Regions from separate parts of the Rattus norvegicus genome. Here region 1 is linked to region 2. A link is a contact called in public Hi-C data. All regions are on one chromosome and are shown on one strand. The core of a region is the stretch at or near the end of the contact, and the rest is flanking DNA. Distances in the headings are between cores, read along the strand shown. Region 1 holds the start of Chst11 (carbohydrate sulfotransferase 11). Region 2 overlaps Slc41a2 (solute carrier family 41 member 2).

Region 1 (6,868 bases), core at 713-3,212, 270 kb after region 2:
CATCTTTTACCAGGACTAGCTAGGGTGTCCCGGGGTTCCATGCGGTAGTATAAGACCTTATTCTTGGCAGCCAGGCCTCCTTAACAAACTGCTGTGAGCCCCAAAAAGAAGAGGGGCCAGTCTGTCCCTGTGCTGTCAAGGAATCCCTGCCTGTTAGATGCAAGGAATAGCTTTATGGCTCTGTCATCCACCAAGAAGCAGGCTTGATAAATTCGTGACTGAGTCTACTCAAAGTGTTAGCTATACGCTTAAAGAAGGCGGGAGGCAAAAACGAACCTTATTTCTCTGGAAAGAAATGTCTTTCCACCCCCCTCCTCCCTGCAATGAGGAAAGTAAATGATTATTGTGGCCTCTCTGAGGCGTCAAAAATTGGACTTCGATGCCAACGTGGCCCAGCACAGGTCTGCTAATCCAGACGAAACGGGGAAAGGGATTCCTGAGACTAAAGATGGGTTGCAACCTACAGAACCTTCTCAGAAAGTCCTACCTGTTGGGCTTCTAAGCCGTGCAGAACAGCAGGGCCAGGGCACTCTAGAGTGCCCCTCGCTCATCTAGCCCCAAACTTTCCTTCTGGACTCCCCCGGAAGAGGGGTGCCTGGACCCTCCCTATCCCTATAGGAGACTTGATATTTAGCCTAAGCCTGAGAGAACATGAGGAGGGATCCGTTCCTGTGCTGCAGAAGTCTCCAAATGCTCAGAATCCAGGGAGGAATGAGTCCAGAAACTGCGCAAAGTATCTCCGAGAACTTTGGTGGTCAAAGTGTGGCCCAAAAGCTCTGGAGTCCCTAGCTGGGGGAGTCTGGGGCCGGGAGATGGCAGACCAGGCCCCAGAGCAACAGCTGCAAGGTCACCGCGGAGCTCGACCCTGGGGTGTTTGAGCCAAGTATCTCACCCGGTGGAGAGAAGAGCGGGGGACCTACCCACCCTGTCCCCACACCTGCTCTGCTGCTGAGCTTGAAACACGTGGTAGCTCAGCTTGGGGCTTCCCGAGCTGCTGCAAGGACTCACTACCTCGCCCGGGCGTGCACCACTAGCCCAGGGGTCCCCAACCAGGAAGAGGTAGCGCTGCCTGCTGCAGAGCAGCCAGCCGGCTGCCAGTGCCTGTTTCATCTCAGCCCTCAGCAGCAACCCGCACCGAGTTTTGTAGTCTTCCCATCAACCCTCGACCCGGAGAGCTTCCAACAATCCCTACCTCTCTCTGCCACCTAGCCAGTAGACAAGACACAAAGAAAAAAAGAAAAGAAACGGAGGAAAAAAAGGAGGCAACACACGCCGCTGTCTCTCCTTGCGGTCTCAACCTCTAGCTGGGAGGAAGAGGAAGCGCACCTTCTCTCTTCCCATCCCAACTCCGTAACCCGCGGATCCCGGCAGTAAAGAGCCCCGAAGAGGCCGGAGGGAAGAGGTGAGGTTGGAAGAAGCAGAAAGCAGAGCGAGAGAGAAGAAAATATCCAACAAAACCACGCTAACGCGCCCCCTACCTGGGTGCAACATACTTTGGAAATAGAAGATGACCAAGATAAAGGATCCCAAGCAAGTGGCCAGCACCATCCGGCAAATTCTGTTCATCCTCATCACTTCCAGCAGCGCCGGCTTCATGGCTTTGTCCTGGCCGCGGGGACCCGGCTGTCCGGGAGGCGCGTCCGGAGCGCAGAAGCGGGGACCCCGCCGCGGGGGGACCAGCGCCCGGGAGGTTCAGAACGGAGCTGGCCGGGCTCCGGAGCTGGCTCCCGCTAGCTTCACCGAGGCTCTCCGAGCCCCCGATTCCGGTCTCGGGGGTGCAAGGCGCGGGAGTTGGTGTGCAAGTGTGGGGATGCGTGGCCCCGGCCGCGCGCTCCTGCCGGTCCGCCTCGCCTCTGCTCGATGCTCCGCCGCCTCCTCTGCTGGCGCCTGCGGCCGCCGCTGCCTCCTCGCGGGCCGGGCGACCGGGATGCGAGAAGGAAGGTGCCGCCGCCGCGGTGCCCTGGCCTCAGTGACTGTCCAGGCCCCCCTCCCTCCCTCCCTCGCCAAAAGCTACTTCATTGCGCTCCAGTGATCTATATATTCCAGGGCTGGGTTTTACCAAACGCAACTCGCAGCCCCCGGCGAGGGGAGGGCGCCGGCGAGCGGGGAGGGCGGGGCCGCGCCGGGGCGGAGCGTCGCCTCCCCGCCCCTACCCGAGACGTGGTGGCGTCCAGCTGTTTCCCGGGGAGTCCGGAGTGCGCGGCACGCTCCCGCAGGGTCCCAAAAGCCCTCAGTCCCTGGGCGGAGCTGGGCCGCTGTCTCGAGCTTGCGTGAACGTTTCCATGACACAACCGGGAGGGGGAAAACCACGAATAAGATGCTGTAGTGCTGCCACCCATTCTCCGGTGTGGCGAGAAGCAGGTTAGGTGGCCGAGGCAAACGGGGCCCTGGTGGCACGCGATCGTTTAAAATCCCTGGGCGATTTAGCAGGGGAAGTTGCCCCCACGCTCCGCTAAGAGCGGGTGCCCTTCTCACACTGATCAAAACTGGGCAGTTTCTTTTTTCTTTCAAAGGACAGCTCAGCTTGAGGGCTGCTTTTGCAAAGAGGTTAAAGAGAGCGGACTTAAAGTCAAGGTTAGGGAAACTGCACAGCATCCCACGGGCTGGAGACAGCTGCTATGCCATTCTGACACGTGCCCTCACCCGCACCCCTGGAGGCAAAGAGGGTTTGTAGCTTTTAAAACTGTTTGCACCAATGGGTACAGCTTTCAGTAATTTATCCAAAGTGCGTGAGAATCAATCGGGCGGATGTGAAAAGACGCCCCTAAAAGTCTAACAAAGTGCTGGGAGTGGGGGGATGGGGGTGGAGAAACCAAGCCAGCTTACCCTTGGCAGGTAGAGAGAAAGATGGCGCTGCCTTCCTGCATTGTGTAAAATGTTTTAAAATGTTCAGCTCCACGTAGTTGGGTGGCCATGGATCAATAAGGTGGGCGCAGGTCAATATAAGGAGATCGTTTTTTATGCCAGGAAAGCAGGGTTATTGTAAAGCCTGACCTTTCCGCTTTACCATTAAGTGAATTTACAGAAACTCGATTCATAAGACATTGTACCTTTGAATGCGTCTCTTCACAGAGGCACTGATAAATTCTTGTTGAACTTAATGGGGCCTATCCTCCCCTCAAATCCGACAGACTCACAACTTGCTTTCTGATACATGTATCCAGAACCGCCTCTGAGACCTCCTTTTCCTTCTCCTGAAGTTTCCCCCTCAGCAGGGAAAGTCGGCAGCCTTCCTGTGATTCAAAAGACAGTCAATTACATTGGGATATTGATGTAGCCAGTATTATTCTGCTTCTCCTTTATGAACGAGTTGCTTGCTGGAGGTGGCCAAGATATATGAGCTCCAATACAAGCCACTCCCCGGGGAGTCCCCCCTAGGACGTGAGTAGGCTCTGTATCATCTCCTTGTGGGGTGGGAGAATGGGCTCCTTGCAGGGGCATATCCATCCCCCAGAGTGCCTGCAGGGCCGCTCATTACCAGGGTGCTAGTGTCTTCTTTAACCAAAGCACAGTGAGGAGGGATGTCCATGCATTTCCTTCCTCCGTCCTTTCGCCCAGGGCAGAAAACCACCCGGTGTTTGTAATAAGCCAGTTTGGGAAGTCACACACCCAAGGAAGACGTGAGACATGTGCTTCTTTTTGGGATTCAGAAGCTTGAGTTGGACCATGTTCTAGAGAAAGATGGTGGGCCTTGCCAGGTATCTGTGCCTGTATCCTCAACATCTGAGTCGGCCAGACATAAGGAGTGGGAAGAAGCTGTGCTGGTGACTTGCCACCTCTGCCAGGAAGTGTCCTCTAATTTCTCACTGGAATTCTCTTCCCTCCTCTGTGCTGTGAGCTCTAGATCCAACCCCACCTCCGGCCACTGTGACCTACAGACAGAACTCTATCCTAAAGGGTCAAGTTGTCAGGCTGGAGAGATGGCTCAGCGGTTAAGAGCACTGACTGCTTTCCCACAGGTCCTGAGTTCAAATCCCAGCAACCACATGAGAGTTCACAGCCCTCTGTAATGGGATCCAATGGCCTCTTCCAGTGTGTCTGAAGAGAGAGACAGTTGACTCACAAATAAAATTTTTTAAAAAAAGGATCAAGCTGTCTTCTTCTCCCTCCACCACACTCTGATGCCCAGGGCAAGTAGCACACAGTGGGTGGAAGACAGACATGGCAAGGTATTTGTCTCTTAGACTAGGAAGTTAAGGTAGAATCCTCTCATATGTACAATCATGACCAATGGCAACAGGCTATGACCCTGTTGCCCACACCACATTAGCAGTCGGAGGAAAGGCTCTAATTCTTATTCCTGTGTCAATTCACCAACTTCGAAGGAAGTCTCCGCTTTCTTTCTGTCCCTGACCTAACCAAACCTTGTTGTCCCTTTGCCTGTGCTACCTTCCCCATATTGACAAGAAAAGGGACAATCAAGTGGTAAGAGGTGGGGGGGAAAAAAGACTGTATCTTTTCAGTGCTGACCCAAAGTAAGACGACTGCTTCTAAAGCCAGGCTTTGGGAACTGGGAGGTAGCTCAATGGTAGAGAACTTGGCTAACACGCATGAGGCCCTGGGTTTCAGTCTCTAGTTCAGTGAAATAAAATAAAAAAAAATGGCTTTGTTTCCCCAGAGTACCTGTTGAGACAGGCAAAGTTATATGACAGTGACAGAAAATCCCTACTTTGGGTGGCTTAAAGCAACTAGGCCACACCTGCAGTTGCCGTTTATCTTCTATGGATGGGCAGAGGGGGTTGTACCCTGGATATGTTTCACAGATGAGGTAAAGTAGCACCTTCTAGAACAGTGGTTCTCAGCTTTCCCAGTGCAGCCCTTTAATACAGATCCTCATGCTGTGGTGACCCCCCAACCATAAAATTATTTTTATTGGAACTTCATAACTATAATTTCGCTACCGGCATGAGTCGCAATGTAAATAACTGTGTCTTCCGGTATTCTGAAGCAACCCCAAAAGGTGTTGCAACTCACGGGCTGAAAGATGCTGTTCTGGAACGTTTGCTGTTTGTAAGGCTTGAGAAGTGGGAGCATCTCAAGGCTCACGGGGTACACGGGGTTTCTGAGCGTCGTTTATTGGCCGGGAGCTGTCACAGGGTTGCTCGGCATCACACCTAGGTCAGGAAGTGTGGTTCTCCTATGAACCACAAGTGGAACGTGGGTGGGGAGCTGCCTTCCTGCTCACTGACTCGGCTCACTCTTCAAATCTCACTTTATCAGGTCTCTGGACTCCATTTTGCCCTGGGGGAGGTGGCTACTGAGGTGAATGGTACTGAACCATCTCAGTACTGTGCTGGGATCTGCCTTGATCATTTTCCAAAAACAAAAACAACAACAACAACAACAAAATGTGCTTGTAGGATTGAAAGCCTAGCACGGCTTGTGGGGAGGGGAGTTAATGGACTACGTATGCCCCCGCCCTTGTTAAATAGATTTAAAAGAATGAAATAAACACAAAAGCCCACAGTTCCAGATGGCGCCTTTTGGGAGCAGTGAACAGACAAGGTACATACCCGGTCCCAACAGGCCGAGCTCAGTCTCATGCCCGTAGATTCTGCCCACAATGTACTGTCCTGTTACAATCTTCCAAAATTGGCACGGTGCCCCTTTCTGCACTTTGTTGGAGTGAGAAATGGACCCAGAGCACAGGGCAGACAGAGAGCCCTTCAGCATCTTCCAGGAAGACAGTGAATGTGTCTCATAGGAACATGGCCCCGGGGCCTCCCCCTGGCTCCTCCAAGGGGCCTCTCCCTGGCTCCTCCGAGGATAGGTTTTTCCAATTTGCATCTCTCCGACACCTCTCTCACAAAGTACACTCAGTTAGCCTGAACACAGTCAATATTTGTGGAGCTGAATTTAAAACCATTTGCCCGCGGTACCGGGAGATTTGGGGTATAAATTTTCTACAGGTAGGTAAACCGCAAATACACAAGCGGGTCGCTCACAACAGGGCTCTGAGAGCAAGCTATTCCTTACCCTGCCAGCTTTTCAGAACCAGACTGGAAAGAAAGAAGGGAAGAGAGAAAAGGTGGGGGAAAGGTGGGGGAAACAAGAGACATCGGCACAGAGGAAGGGATAGTAAGAAGGGGGAGAGAGGAGAGGAAATAGAAAGGAAAGAGAGATAGAGGGAGAAACAGAGGCAAGGAAATGAGCAGGAAGACAGAAACAGTAAGGAGAGGATTGTGGGAAGAAATGCCTGCCTATTCTATCTCACTATCTCACTTCAAATGCTACTTCATCTCTCTCCCCAGCTTAGACCCAGAAGATCCCCCAGTGACCTTCCCAGTCTTTTGGACACTCAGGTTCTTCCCAAGCCTACTGTAACTGTTTCATGTCTCAAATGGCCCAGAAATCATTCCCTTACTTTCATGCATCCCTCACAAATAAGACTCACCCAGTCTCCCCGTTGGTCCTTAAACGTTTATCTAGAACCTTGGAAGCCCCCCCCCCCCAACACCCATCAAAGTCTGCACACTGCAGTCTATGGATGGCTGTGTGTCCCGTCCTGGTCTCTGTCGGAGAAACCACTCTCTAGTCACAGCCTCGACTCACGAGCTTTCATGAACTTCCTTTTCCTATTCACACCCCTCCTTTCACAGAGGAGGGAACTGAGGCAGAGAAAAATAATGTCATATTCCAGGGGTTCAGAGCTAGGACAGGCAGATCCAAGATCACAAAGCTAGAAGTAACAGCGTCTTCCAAGGTCACCCTTTGCCTCCTGCCCAGGCTGGGAGGCAGGAGGAAGGGGACACAACCCGCATCTCTGGTTTTGGTTTTTTTTTTGTTTGTTTGTTTTTGGTTCTGTTGTCATTGTTTTTCCAAGACAGGGCATCTCTGTGTTACTCTGGCTGTTCCGGAACTTGCTCTG
Region 2 (7,255 bases), core at 1,853-4,352:
CGGAGAGTCCTGCAGACACCCCTCCCCCCAAGCCCACCCCCCATTGCTCCTCCTTGACTTGGGGTTTGTGAAGGCTTCCAGCTTAAGTGTTAGTTAACACCCTTTCTTCTGTGTTTTCTTTCCTTGTTGTTGAATCATTTGTAGAAACATCTGCTGGGACAGTATCCAGACAAAAGCATTTGAGACACTGAGCAGTAAACATTAAATGGCTGAGACAAAAAAATTAATAATAATAATAATCAGATATATTTTAGGGGGGATGGGAAGGCTCTTCCCTGGTCGGTCTCTGCGGTTCCACAGGCAGCCAGATTGCTTCCCTGTAGTTTAGAAATTCCGTTCAGCCTGAAATGTTAGCAGTGCTGGTCAAAAGAAAGTTCAAAGACACTTTACTATCTTAATTGTTTATTTTTATGTTCATTGGGTTTTTTGCCCGCATGCATGTCTGGGTGAGGGTGTCAGAAACCGTGGGACTGGCGTTAGACAGGCGTGATCTGACCTGTGGGTCCTGGGCATCGAACCCTGGGCCTAAACTGCTGAACAATCTTCCCAGCCCCCACTTTAGTTCTTTTGATTATTATTTATTAGCTGTAATTATTTGGGTTAAGGAAATTAACTCATGTCTTCGGGGCCTTGAACTGTTTTATTTAGCATGTTTGCCAAAGTAAGGAGCCAATTTTCTTGTTGTTGACGGCTTCAGACTGCTCAGCTCTTCCCGAGGGCTCGATGCCTTCATGCCACAGCCCGGTGAGGCGTGTCTGTCAGGGAGCTGGGGGAGGACAGCCTTGGTTGGCAGTGCAACGCTCCGTAGAAAGATTTCCCTAGGTCCTGGCTGGCATTGAAGACCTTGATTCTGAAGCAGAGACCAGGACCAGGAACTGGGATTTATAGAGATGAGAGCACAAAGGACGGTGACATGGAACTTTGGGTCAGTGGTCTCGCCTGGGACTGTCCGCTTTGTGCAGTCACACAAAACCTTCAGTTAATAGGTCAAACCATTGTGACCCACTGCGAGGTAGGTCTTGACAGGGCCGCAAAGGTCTCCTCCACTTCTATGGTGGATAGAGGGGGGGAAGGTAGCCAGTGGATGGAGGGGGGGATAGAGAGGGTGGATGGAGAGGGAGGGAATGGAGAAGGGGGATGGGGAGAGGGGGGATGGAGAGGGTGGATGGGGAGAGGGGGGATAGAGAGGGTGGATGGAGAGGGAGGGAATGGAGAAGGGGGATGGGGAGAGGGGGGATGGAGAGGGTGGATGGGGAGAGGGGGGATAGAGAGGGTGGATGGAGAGGGAGGGAATGGAGAAGGGGGATGGGGAGAGGGGGGATGGAGAGGGTGGATGGAGAGGAAGGGAATGGAGAAGGGGGATGGGGAGAGGGGGGATGGAGAGGGTGGATGGGGAGAGGGGGGATAGAGAGGGTGGATAGAGAGGAAGGGAATGGAGAAGGGGGATGGGGAGAGGGGGGATGGAGAGGGTGGATGGAGAGAGGGGAGATGGAGAGAGGAGGGTGGAGGGGGGATGGAGAAAGGGGGATGGAGGGGGGATGGAGAGAGGGGGATGGAGAGCAGCAGGGATAGAGAAGGGGGATGGAGAGGCGGTAACAGAGGGGGGATAACAGAGTGGGGAGTGGAGAGGGGGGACGAGAAGGGGAGTAAAGGATGGGGGGATGTAGCCAGGTCAGGCTCCTCCAGAGACTTCTTTTATTTGTCATTTCGAGCTCAGCTGACACATCCTTGCAAAGTGAGTATTTCGTCATGGAGGGTCTAGTTTTTGAAAGCCGTGTCTTATTCTCAGAATTCTCCAGACATCTCACTGGTGTGTCTTACAGGTTAGTCATAAATAACCACAGTTGTTAAAGATACACTGAGTCTGTCTAGTGTTGGTGAGAGGCGAAACGTTTGGCAAAGCTCTTCCCACAGAGCAGTGACAGAGCAGTTGAAGACCAGAATCGCACACCTTAAACGAACTGACGTTTCCTGAAGCCACAAGCTCTGCTCCACAAGGACAGGTACAGCCTTGTACCAGTAACAGAGGCATCGCAGCCATGTGCATGCTTAACATCTGAGCCGAGTGACAGAGTGCGTGGACCGATGTCCCTAGTCACCCTTTGGCTCAGATCATCTGCACCCCCTCTCTGAGCCTTTGAAGGTTCATCTTGATCTTAGTTTCAGAAGGGACTCAGTGTCCGTCCCCATCACGCTCCTGGTACGTCACAGTTCGATAGTGTGGAAGCATTCGTATGTTTTAATATTCCTGGAGCCAAGTCAAATGTAGTTGTATCTGGCACCATAGCTCCTGCCCAAGCCCCTGGTGTTCAGACACGTGAGCAGTTAGAGCCACAGACCTGGGACACGTGTGCAGTTAGAGCCACAGACCCTGGGACACGTGTGCAGTTACAGTCACAGACCCTGGGACACGTGAGCAGTTAGAGCCACAGACCTGGGACACGTGTGCAGTTAGAGCCACAGACCTGGGACACGTGTGCAGTTAGAGCCACAGACCCTGGGACACGTGTGCAGTTACAGTCACAGACCCTGGGACACGTGTGCAGTTACAGTCACAGACCCTGGGACACGTGTGCAGTTAGAGCACAGACCTGGGACACGAGATACAAGCTGAGGCTGCCACGCTTTCCCGCCTGCTGACTTCTGAGAGCTGTCCCGCTGCCTCATTACCATTTCCAGAGTGCTAACTGGATTAATTAGTGTCTCTTCCTCTTGTCCAGAGAACTGGCTGGCCTCTGCTGTGTTCCAACTGCGGAGGCCTTCCATGAATACAAGAGCAGTGTTCTCAGTTCATGGTTTTCTTCCATTCTGTCCTTTTGTACAGTCTTTTCAGCTTTCCAGCCTTGTGTCAAAAATGTTCCTAAAGTTGTTTCTGTCATTGTGTTGTTTCTGAGATTGCAGCTGCTCATATAGTCCAAGCTGGGTCTCAATTTGTAATCCTCCTGCCTCGGCCTCCAGAACACAGGATTTTCTTTATTAGCTATGAACCCCCCTTTTGTTACCGTCTTGCATAGGCTCCTGGCTGTGTGTCTCCTCGTGCTGGGCTGTATCTGGCTCGCTCTCTCTGGTGTGCTCTGGATAGAGCCACACTGAGTACATTCTTAGGATTTTTCTCTGTAGTCATTGTTTCCGAGAGTTGTGTTAGCTCTTACTCATACGTTTCTCTGTTAGATCATGTTCCTGTGTGGATATTAGATAATTTCTTCACTTTCTAAATTTTCTTTTCGTTTTTCTATTATTTCATGTATTTTTTGCCTACACGTCTGTGCACCGTGTGCACGCTGTGCCTTCAAGGACCAGAAGAGGGCAGCAGATACCCTTGGATTAGAGTTACTGCCACTTGTGAGCTGCCCTGTCAGTACTGGGACTTGAACCTGGGTCCCTTGGAAGAGCATCCAGTGCTCTTAACCACTGAGCCATCTCTTCATGCTAGGGATTTGAACTGTAGGCCTCCAGTGCAGTAAGTCACGCCCATTGGGCCACGCCCCTAACCCCTCAAATCAAGTTTTAAATGCACAGTAAATTGTAGCCCTATGAAAGAAAATGTCACTTTTTCCTCTCTCCAAAATACATGCATATTTTAGCAGCGTTTTGTGCTGTCTAACAGTCATGACTTTTCAAGTATAAACATAAAACCAAAAAGAAAATAACAATTAGTACATATACTGACATTAAAGGCTCTATGCAGGCATTAATGGTGGAGGCTGTGTGGTTGTTTCGAGGTGTGGTTGCAGGCTGCCAAGGTTGGCTGATCATGACCTTGAACCCCTGATCCTCCTGCTTCTTCCTCAGAAGTGTGGGGGTCGGGGGATACCTGGATTGAAGACTACACTGGGGACTCTGCACTCTTGTGTTGAAGCTAAACAATCAAGAGTGAAGAAGTGTTTTCCTAGGCGGTTTGACTTAGGCAAACATCTGTGAAGTCTGTGAACAAAGGTCTGTGTTTAAATGCTCGTGTGAGAATGAGAACGGTGGCAGAATGCCAGCAATCATGACCCAGCCCAGCTTGTATCTTGAAAAATGACATTTGTTTATGTATCGTATGGTGTGCATGCGTGCATGCATGCGTGTAGACCAGAGAACTTATTTGCAAGAGTCCTCTCCATCTACCATAGAGGTCACGAGTGAACTCAGATGCATGTGTGCCCTGATGCACGTGTGGAAGTCACAAAGTCCTCACCTTCCACCTTTTGCCACCACACGGGCCAGAGCATCAGTGCAGAGACAAGGCCATGTGGCCATCTGATGCTGGGTTCGGGTCCTAACTTGCAGTTAGGGGGTTTTCTGAGGGATGGTCTTTTTTTTCTCTGTGTGTGGTCAGACTCGTTTCCCACCTTCCCCTGCAGATGGCGTTTACACCTTACACAGGGTAGTTCCTTTCTAGTCCTTGCACCTTCTATTAGATGCCCCACACGGGGAAGATGTTCTTTTTACCTTCTGCTCTCTGCCCCATGCTTCTGTCCAAACCAGAGGGGCAGAGAGCACAGACGGCTGGGCGTGGTTTGTGTCCAGTGACGCAGCCTGTCTAAAGCCTTTGGGTCTTGCAGATCCTTCAGGGCCAGCAGCCTCCACATGCCGTGTCCCACTCCTCAGAGACCTCTGAGATTTCCTGCCAGCTCAGTGATGCTTTTACACAACAGTGCTATAGCCAGGTGGTGGTGGCACAGGCCTTTAATCTCAGCACTTAAAAGGCAGAGGCAGGAGGATCTCTGTGAGTTCAAAGCCAGCCTGGTCTACAGAGGTAGTTCCAGGACAGCCAAGGCTGTACAAAAAGACCCTGTCTCAAAAATAAAACAACAACAGCAAAAAGACATTGTTTTTCAAAATTCGATAAGCATTCGAAGTTCTCAATGAACGATTTGTTTGCAATGAAGTCGTCTCATGATGCTCATCTGGGAGGGGTGTCTGTCTAAGGCTTGGATCTGGCCGTGCCTCGTATTTATCTACAGGTAGAAACCTTTATTTTCCTGGCTGCTTTCAGTCTCTGTTCCTCACAGCCAGCCTGGGATGGGGTGGGGGACAGTGTAGGCTTTGGAGTTCAACAGCCTCAGTTGGACTTATTCTCTGTGGTTCCCTGACCAGACAACTCACATAGCCTTTCTCTATCCAAGTTTCCCCTCTGCAGATAAAGACGACAGTGCCCACCATAGTCCTCAAGAGCAAAGCCTGTCGCCTGTCAGAACTAAGCAGCACTCCCACAAAAACCTCATCAAGACGTGTCAGATCAGAAAGACGCTTTATCTAAGTATCGGAGGAGACTGAATTCCTGCCCCACTGCCAATCCTGAGTGACTCCCTGCCATTTAAATCCTAGCTGCTCTCTAGTATTTCAGTGGTTTATTCAGTGGGTGGTTTTCAGCCTGGAGACAGCCTGTGTTTCAGAGGGCATGAATTCAGCCTTTGCAAAGTTCTGAGTTGGGAAGGACTGTCCTCATTGCTGTTTCTGAGGTTTATCTGTGTCACATTCCTGAGCCTTCCTCCTCCAAAGCAGTCACCCTTCTTCACACAGTACAGGCTCCTTCTTCACACGGTACAGCCTCTGGTTGGCATCCACGGCTCTGAAGGACTGCTAATGCATGCGAATGTTGATCTGAGCTCAAGGAGGAGCCGGCGAGAAAGGCAATAGCGGCCAAAGCAAATATATATTCTTGTGCTCACATATTTATTTAAATTCTAAGCAGCGCATTTATAACTTGCATAATTAGCCAGGGCTACAAAGTTGCCTTTTAGAAGGCATATTTACCCAGAGGAGGCATGAATATTTCATACAGAGCAGGCGATGTTAAAACACGGTGTACCCTCGGTTTGGTGTCTGCTGTGAAAGCGTTTGTTCCTTAATGAATGATTTAATTTTGAGGCAAAACATATTGCATTAAGAAGGCTCTGATATTCACCGCGATTTTTGTAATTTATACCCAGAGATCCGAGAAAGCATGAAAATATTTTGCCTACCTGAAAAAAAAAGTTTTAAAAATGTAAACCTGTTTAAAGTCATTACATCGTCTTTTAAGAGAAATCACATAAGAAGCTGACTTGACTCTGGGGCCTGTTGAACAGCGCACATGGGGTAAGAATCTGGAAGAGAGAGCACACAGAAGAGGTCACCACGTATGTGTGACCATGTGTGACAGAGGCTCTTCCCTCCGTAGTTTACAGTTAGAACGCACTGTAAAGGCAAGTCCACTCATTCTAAAGAACCGAGGCACGGAGGAAAGGTCACAGCACTTGGCGGTGTTAGGACCGGCGCTCACACTTCTGTTACAGTCACCTTTAAATTCTGAGCTGTCGGTGCCGACTGACAGTGGTGGAGGCTGTATGAGGTAGGCACTGGGGCAGCCTTAGATGGCATTGTGTACAGTGCCAGAGCCAGCCACATGTAAGTGCCACCCACACGCCACTCCTACTCAACTTCATTCCACTCCTCGCTATCGGCACCCTGACCTGTGGCTGGCTCTCTGCACCTGTGCTGATGTATGGATACTGTGTTATTTTTAATGTCTGGGATCTGTATTAAAGTGTTGTGCTTTACAGAGCTGCAGCTCTTTACTGTCAACCTTAGGCTTTTGATACATTGTCACACAGGCCTGTCCTTTGCCGTTCATGGTACACTCTGTCTGTGGCCACGGGTCTGACCTGAGACAGTACAGGCCTTCTCCGCCAGGTCCTGTCCAGCTCTTGGCTTTCAGAACAGCTCTTTGCTTCCCTCTCAGTATACGCCAAGGAGTTTCTCTAGCTTTCCATAAGGACCCTGAGGTTTTGCTTTTGATCCTATGGGAATACCCAGGGACCTGAGAACAGGAGAGGCCCCTTTCCTTAGCCCTGAAAAGTTTCTCCTTCTATCCTGGTACTTCAGGGAATGAGAAGAGAGCAGGACATTGTTTCTGCATGGAATCTGCATGTAACACATACAGACGGTTGTCCTCTGCATGGGATCTGCATATGACACCTGCTGACTGTTGTCCTCCAGGAGAGTGACCCGTGTCCGCTCCTGTGACTGGACAGTCTGTCTTACCGTCACCTTTGCCCTAAAGGTGCTCGACCTGGCATCGCCATCCTGGGAACCGACTTGTCCTCTGAGCTCTATCCATGTGCCATCACACACACACACACACACACACACACACACACACACACACACACACACACACACACACACCTAATAAATCAGGGGCACACAAACATTTTTATTACATTGTCTTGTATGTGTTTCATTCATGCTTGATGCTTGTGTGGATGCCTGTGTGTGTCTGTGTGGC

The links. Hi-C and Micro-C count contacts between places; a contact is called where the count stands out from the background.
Region 1: a Hi-C map of the Rat2 cell line shows a contact between it and region 2, with 8 times the contacts expected there. The contact joins the promoter of Chst11 here to the enhancer-like site in region 2. A contact is called at or near these places in 3 of 12 Hi-C or Micro-C datasets (the A7r5 cell line, the Rat2 cell line and Schwann cells).

The regions. Positions count from the first base shown.
Region 1 is chr7:22,628,479-22,635,346 of GRCr8, forward strand. It overlaps Chst11 (carbohydrate sulfotransferase 11), which reads right to left and starts at 1,963. Exons shown (of 3, transcript NM_001108079.1): 1 at 1,479-1,963. The coding sequence starts at 1,596.
Region 2 is chr7:22,361,324-22,368,578 of GRCr8, forward strand. The region is part of intron 10 of Slc41a2 (solute carrier family 41 member 2); the gene reads left to right. Among named protein-coding and RNA genes, the nearest start is that of Slc41a2, 94 kb to the left of the region's middle. Within about 2 kb of position 3,103, at least 6 of the 93 cell types and tissues checked have an H3K27ac peak or open chromatin away from gene starts, as enhancers often do.